Regions from separate parts of the Mus musculus genome. Here region 1 is linked to region 2. Evidence: chromatin contacts called from public HiCAR-type data. All regions are on one chromosome and are shown on one strand. Each heading gives the region's core, a stretch centred on a gene start, on an enhancer-like site or on the middle of the called end of the contact. The rest is flanking DNA. Distances are from core to core; before and after follow the strand shown. Region 1 overlaps Fars2 (phenylalanine-tRNA synthetase 2 (mitochondrial)). Region 2 overlaps Fars2 (phenylalanine-tRNA synthetase 2 (mitochondrial)).

What was found. HiCAR-type assays count read pairs that join an accessible place to other places.
Region 1: a contact with region 2 is called in a HiCAR-type map of Th17 cells, with 2.2 times the contacts expected there. The contact joins two enhancer-like sites. A contact is called at or near these places in 2 of 15 datasets of contacts at CTCF or cohesin (CD8 T cells and the NIH/3T3 cell line), 5 of 484 Hi-C or Micro-C datasets (CD8 T cells, the N1E-115 cell line, Th1 cells and 2 more), 2 of 115 datasets of contacts at active chromatin or transcription factors (Th17 cells and embryonic stem cells) and 1 of 9 other capture datasets (embryonic stem cells).

The regions. Positions count from the first base shown.
Region 1 is chr13:36,391,315-36,394,617 of GRCm38.p6, forward strand. The region is part of intron 5 of Fars2 (phenylalanine-tRNA synthetase 2 (mitochondrial)); the gene reads left to right. Among named protein-coding and RNA genes, the nearest start is that of Gm40912, 190 kb to the left of the region's middle. Within about 2 kb of position 1,482, at least 6 of the 459 cell types and tissues checked have an H3K27ac peak or open chromatin away from gene starts, as enhancers often do. A contact at or near this core is called in Th17 cells, where this site is marked.
Region 2 is chr13:36,286,667-36,289,909 of GRCm38.p6, forward strand. All of the region lies in intron 4 of Fars2 (phenylalanine-tRNA synthetase 2 (mitochondrial)), which reads left to right. Among named protein-coding and RNA genes, the nearest start is that of Gm40912, 81 kb to the left of the region's middle. Within about 2 kb of position 1,280, at least 7 of the 459 cell types and tissues checked have an H3K27ac peak or open chromatin away from gene starts, as enhancers often do. A contact at or near this core is called in Th17 cells, where this site is marked.

The sequences.
Region 1 (3,303 bases), core at 232-2,731, 100 kb after region 2:
TCATGGGGACTGCAGATGCAGGATACTCCTCCGTAAAGATGAGGTAGCCAAAGAAGAGGCTAACATTAATGCATCTCATCAGCATGGCGGAGGAAGGCTTTCTCAGAACTGCCTATGGAACCCGGTAGCTAGCTTGGTAGAGCACAGTTCTGCAGGAATTAGGAAACCTACAGTATGAGTTCAGCTGCTGCCAGTGGCCGCACTGACTGAACTCTGTGCAGAAGACATGGTGCTTTTACTATAGACTGCAGATTGGTAGATATCCCATGATAGCATTCAACAGGAACCTTGCTTTGACTCAGGAGTTTGTGTCTTTACCCTAGGTACCCCATATATGGTCTAATCCTCTGCCTCATCTGAAAAAAGACTCATCCTCATGGCCCGCTTCTCAGTCACAAGGGAAAACAGTTGGTGCTTTGCACATGCACGGCTACTGTGCTTGGGTGTTCAAAAAGGCATTTATTAATCACCTTTTTTGCCTTTGGTATATTCCATTTGCAATGGCTTTATCTGGATGTGACTCTCATCAGAAGCATAGAAACATCTGACTGTATTTCATCTCATTTAATTTTCATAATGATTTGATGAAGGAGTTTACTGCATCAAGAGAGCCAGAGGGAGCCTGAGAGACAAAAGAAACGGCACAACCATGGTGGTATCAGCAGACTTGGGGAGGGCTTCAGGAAGAAGGGCACACTGTGGGCATGCTGTGAGGTATGAATGTGTGGATTCCCCCTCTCTCTCACTCTTACCATGCACCCTTGAGCACAGTGCCTTCCGCTCTTCCCTTTCCCCATCCCCAGAATCTGGATCACACCATCTGCCACAGCGCACGGTGAGGATGGCAAGTGAGAGTTGAATCCTGTGGAGGTAACCAGCATATATGGCAAGTCTGAGAGAAAAGAAATCAGCACATGTGGCCTCAGGGTTGATCCTGCGTGCATGTTACTCATTTTGAATATTTTGAAGAGGGAAATTAGTCACGAGTGTGTCTGGCACGGCACCTCTGAGTGGATGATCTGGCTTACTGGGAGCCTCTGAGAACTTGAGAAAACTCTGAAAAGCCATGTCCTGACCTTTAATGGGTAACATTTATAGACCACCATGACACTTACTCGGGGCCCTTGGAGAAGCAGGTATAGGATTTAGTACAAGTTAGCTGACCACTCTGGAAGCCACAAAATGCCCTTGCTGGTGGTTTTTTTCTGGCCTCTGACAGAATGGCAGGGCTGAGGTAACTAGAGGGACCTTAGGTTTGGTTTCCACTTGGCCTTTTCAATTTACCATTTAGAAAGGACAGGCTCCAGTAATCATTGTCATCTGGCTTACTTGTTTGACTTGTCTAGCTGCCTGACTTGCTTAACCCAGTGCTTCTCAGATACACTTGACCATGACTGGGTCTCTCAAGGTACCCTCTCGACACTCTCGGGAACAGTTTTCATTAGACATCAGCCTGTGAACTCCTACCTTTCCTAGTGAAGAAGCCATGGTACAGAGGGCATTTTGTGTTAGGTCAGGGACCTAGACGTGACCTGAGAGCAATGTACCATGTGGTGAGGGTTCTTTTGAAAAAACTGATTGGCTATTTTTCTCACAGTCAGATTTGACTGTTGATCTGCCGTGTGGGCCAGATTCTTTTGACCATGTTCCAGGGTTTGTCCTCTGAATAAGTTTACCTTAAGGTGACTTCATTTCCTGTATAGAAGGTTTAGTTGTCCCTCAAAATCAGACAAGAAAATATAAATACCAATTGAGCTTCACAGTGATGGCCAAACTGGCCTGTGCCCCTGGGGCGTGAACACATCTGGCACTTAAGGACATGTCGTGCTGAGCGGTTTGTTCTGTTCCCCTTCACTTTGGTCTGTGGGGTCTTGGACAGTGGGAGTGAGGTCTGAGTGGTCAGAGCAAGTAGCACAGGCAAGGCGCATGGCGGCTGAGGAGGTACCAGTGCTTCTGTGGATACAGCCTGGGCTCAGGGGTGGGCGGCCACCACAGAACCCCGAGGGACTTTATCTTACTTTGACCTATGACCCTCTGTGAAATTTGCTGTACATTGTGTTAGAAGTATTTGGACATGGTACCAAAGGCAAAAATAGTTTATATTTGTTCCTAAAGTAAGACAATTGAAGCCCTTGTTTATTAATATAAACTCCAATATTAAAAAGCAGAACTTTATGTAAAGAAATGGTGATTTGAAGGAAAACACAGCTGTATAGACTGCAGTTAAATTTCTGTGACCATTTTATTATACCCCAAGTTTGTGACTAAGTATTAATATTTGTCCTATAATTGTCTCTTCTATGTAATATTTGCTGTTTAGAAAATATGTAATATTTAAATCCCACAGCATTATGTGCAGTGGATGCCAGTGAAAGCTAACGGGTCCCCCAGCCTGTCACCTCCATGTGTCTGTTCTTCCCACCTCACCCCCTTTCATCCTGCGACCTTTTCATCCTGCGACCTTTCATCCTGCGACCTTTCATCCTGCGACCTTCTGCCCTTGCCTAGAGCAGCTAAGGTGTTCGTATTGCTTTAAAGATTTGAGAGCTCAGGTTGAGTTTTTGTCCCAGTTACCTTTCTACCCATTGATTTTTGAGGTGATAGTAGACTATTCTAGAATTCCTAAATTAGTAAATGTTTTTTAAAAGTAACTAATTCAGCTGAACCTACCTTTTCTGGCTATTTCTCTTCAGCTGTGGTAGAGACAAAAACTGCCAACATAGTCAGGAGAGATGTTCACTGTGGCGATGAACCTCTGCATAGAAAAAATGGGGGTCAGGAAGAATGCTCACATACGATGTGGCGGGATCTGACCCCCAAGGCTCCTAGGCCATGTGGCGATAAAGGATAGGTAGGGTGAGGAGGCAAGTCAGATCCAAGGAGGCCCCGAAGGCAAGGGCCTTCTTTATTTGAGCTTTGAAAAAGCTATTGGAAGCTGTGCTTCAACCCTTCAGTTGGTGATTCTTTTGTTCATTTTTCTCCAAGGACTCTATAGTCAGCAGACCACCTCTGAATGTATTCAGGCATGCTTACGTCGCTTTCAGTAGTTAGCACCCATAGAATACTTCCCGGGGTCTGTCAGAATATGGAACTCTGTAGGACCTGGGATGACATTAAATGAGAAGAAAGTAAAATGATAGGAATGAGAAGGTAAACCAGGCCTGACCATTTTGAGGTTGCTGAAACAGAATACCTGAGATTGGTTGCCCTGTAATGAAAACAAACGTATCTGGCTTATGGTTCTGGTGTCTGGTGTCCCAGCAGAATGGTATCATCTGGCCACATCACAATGAGGCAAAGGGC
Region 2 (3,243 bases), core at 30-2,529:
AGAGCATCTGCTTCCTGAAGAAGAAAGTACAATTTCAAAATGTAGAATATTAAGTGTCACTTAGTATTATCAGTGTAGAGAGCTAGATCTTTGCATTAAATCTTTAGGGTTTGCTGAAAATATAGGAGTGAAGACACCAGGAAAAAAAAAAAAGCCCTTCATTATAATTAGGGCTGGCAACCAGTGTTCTGATGCTTATGTCTGACGATATTGCATATGAACCATGTCCAGGACAGTTCGTATATCTAAACCTTGATAGTATATGCCTTCCCAATACTTAGTATATGATTTCATAATTAAAATAAGCAATTGAGGTTGAGGCAGGTGGCACAGATCTGTAATCCTAACTACTTGGAGAATGGAGGCAGGAGAATTGTAAACCTAGTGTCTGCCTGGACTACAGGGTTGTTCAAGTTATGTTGTGCAATTTAGTACAACCTGTGCAAAATAAAGCAGTAGGTGACCTGGGGACATAGCTCAGTGGCAGAGAGCTTATATACCATCCAGAAGGCCCAGTGTTCAATCTACAGTACTAGAAACAAGTGAAACATAGAGGCCTCTCTGGACTTGGTTTTCACAAGGACTGCCATTCCTGAGAATATGTCCCAGGAACCAGTTTTTGAGCTTCTGACTTGACCAGATTCAGACACCCACTATACCAGCACCCATTTCATTCCCTTCCTGGTACTCCTCACTTGACTGAAACGTGACTTACTTGCATGATCAATGAAAATATATCACTTGTCTTGTTGTAGCATCTTCAAGACATAAAGTAAAGTGATTAGGAATATGGGCTCCTAAGTCAGCATGCCAGAGTTTCAACTCTTTCAGGAGGGTGACCTTGATAATATTAATTAACCTAAGTTTCCATTTACTAAATATTGCAATTAATTTTTATTGTATTTAATTTTAGTTGGTATTTTTAAGGTTTAAATGAATAAGTTAATTCAAATACTTAGACTGTGATTAACACATGAAAAGTTCCATATCGATGGTGACCTGGCACAGGAGAGCTTTCAGACATTGGACCCCAAAGACTGTGTGTACAACAGGGCATTCTGATAATTTCATCACCTACTCCTGTGGTCGGACATTGCTTAGCCTGTCTAGGTAGACTTCTAGAGTGTTAGGCTCAGAAAGAACTTTCTAGATGAATATAACATTTTACTGGGACTTTTATGGACTTTTGTTTCACTGATAAAAGCCTGACAGCTCAGTTGGAGAATGAGCAATGACATTTCCCTTCCTGTGTAGGGTGGTTAGACACAAAGGTTATGAGTCCTTAAGAACTGGGGCTGGGTAAGTGGTTTAGAAGTAGACCACTCACATAGAGTGCACAAGCTGCTCGGTTCATGCCTGAGTACTGCCCCTGTTCCTTCTAAGAGAGAACACTAAATCTTTAAGTAGTGGCAAACGCAGGAGTCAAATCCGAGTGCTCTGTCTCCTAGCCCCTAGTTGGAGGTGGCTATCTTATACGCCTTGCTTGTGCTCTCAGTGCTCTGCCCAGACCCAGGTGAGAAACCAATGCTTGCACCGCCATGCTGCTCTCAGGCTGACTGAGCAGCTCATCTTGCAACCAGCCCTCTGCCATGAAAATGGTTCTGCTTGGAGGTAACATAGCGCATGCAGGGAGCTTGTACTACTTACCTCACTGTTGATGTCATTGTGAGCCGTCTTAGTATGAGTAGTGTGAGGGACCAAGCACCAGCTTGTTCATTTCTGTTTGAAGACTGTGGTGTGCCTTCCTGGAATTACCCCCTTTCCCCTCTGAGCCCAGTTGAGGGTGCTAAGGTCTATGGGTAAGACAGGAGTCCATATATACTTTAAGGCAAACGTATTAGAGGATTCCTATGTTTTTTTTAAACTGTAAAAACCTTCAAGTCATAGCTTTTAGCATCCATTGGTACTGTTTGAAATTACTAAAGCACTTGTATGAAATTTCATACAGTAGAATTATATCTTTGGTGAACCTCTTTTAGTTTGCCTCCTGGCTAGGATGCATCATCATGCACAGCCCTGAGTCAGGTGAAAGGCATGGACATTTGGATTGATTTTTCTTCTGGATGCAAGTCTTTCCTTTATTCCATTGTTTGAGGACCCTCACTGGGCCTAGACCTACATAGCATGTTGTCTGGACTGTGCTAGGTTTGCCTTCCCCTTTCTTGCTGTCATAGTTATTTATTTTTTTTATTTGTTCTATTAAAAACCTGTTGGACCTTATTCCAAATCCCACCACGAGTGAGGATACGGTATGACCTAGAATATTTGAGGAGTCTGGAGCCAGAAGTGAGTTCCACTTCCTTCTGTGTCCTAATATTAGGCCAGGTGCAGAGGTTTGTTTTTTGTTGTTTTGTTGTTTGTTTTTTTCTTTTTCTCAAGAGTATCTGCAGGGTTTTTTCTCAAGTATATCTGCAGATATTCATCTTTCTTTGGCTTTCAGCAGGATAAAGTAGTTTATAATACATAGTTGTTTATGTTTTAAATTCTATCACTATTTGTCAGTTCTTACTTGTGATGATATATCAATAGATATTATAGCCTCTTATAAAGAATATGCATACAACTCAGTTGCCGACACCCTCCGCATGGACTTAGTTTGGGTAAATATATATATATATATATGCAGGGAGCTTGTACTACTTACCTCACTGTTGATGTCATTGTGAGCCGTCTTAGTATGAGTAGTATATATATGTATGTATGTAAACTTTTTTTGCAGAATAGTTAAAAGAGAATCACTATGGTTTGAACCATAATTTTAGCTACATTCCAACCTGATTTTTTGAGGGTAAATAACAACTCAAAAGAATGTAAGCAAAACTCACACAGCCATAACTGCATGTCTCAGGAGACATCAACTAGCCATGCTGCTTTAGCTACCTGAGGCTACTCTACTCCTTAAGAGAAGGGAAGAGTGTGATGCTTGGAAGAATGGGGACCAGGAGAAGGCCCTTTTCAGTCCATTGTGAGGCCCCACCTCCCCCACTGTAGCAGCTACACAGACATGTGCATTTTCACACACAGAGACACTCTTGATGTTTCAGTGTCCTTGTATGTCAGACCTCAACTCTCAACCCAAATCCAGGGACTGAGTAAGAAGAGAACAGGCTTATATAGAAATGAGGTCATTCTGTATTGGCCCCTCAAAGGCTCTTTTACAGATGAGACAATTGAAGTACCAAAATACAAATGACAGACGTGGGGCGGGGCCCCAGAGCATTATGTGTCTGCCTAGCCCCCGTC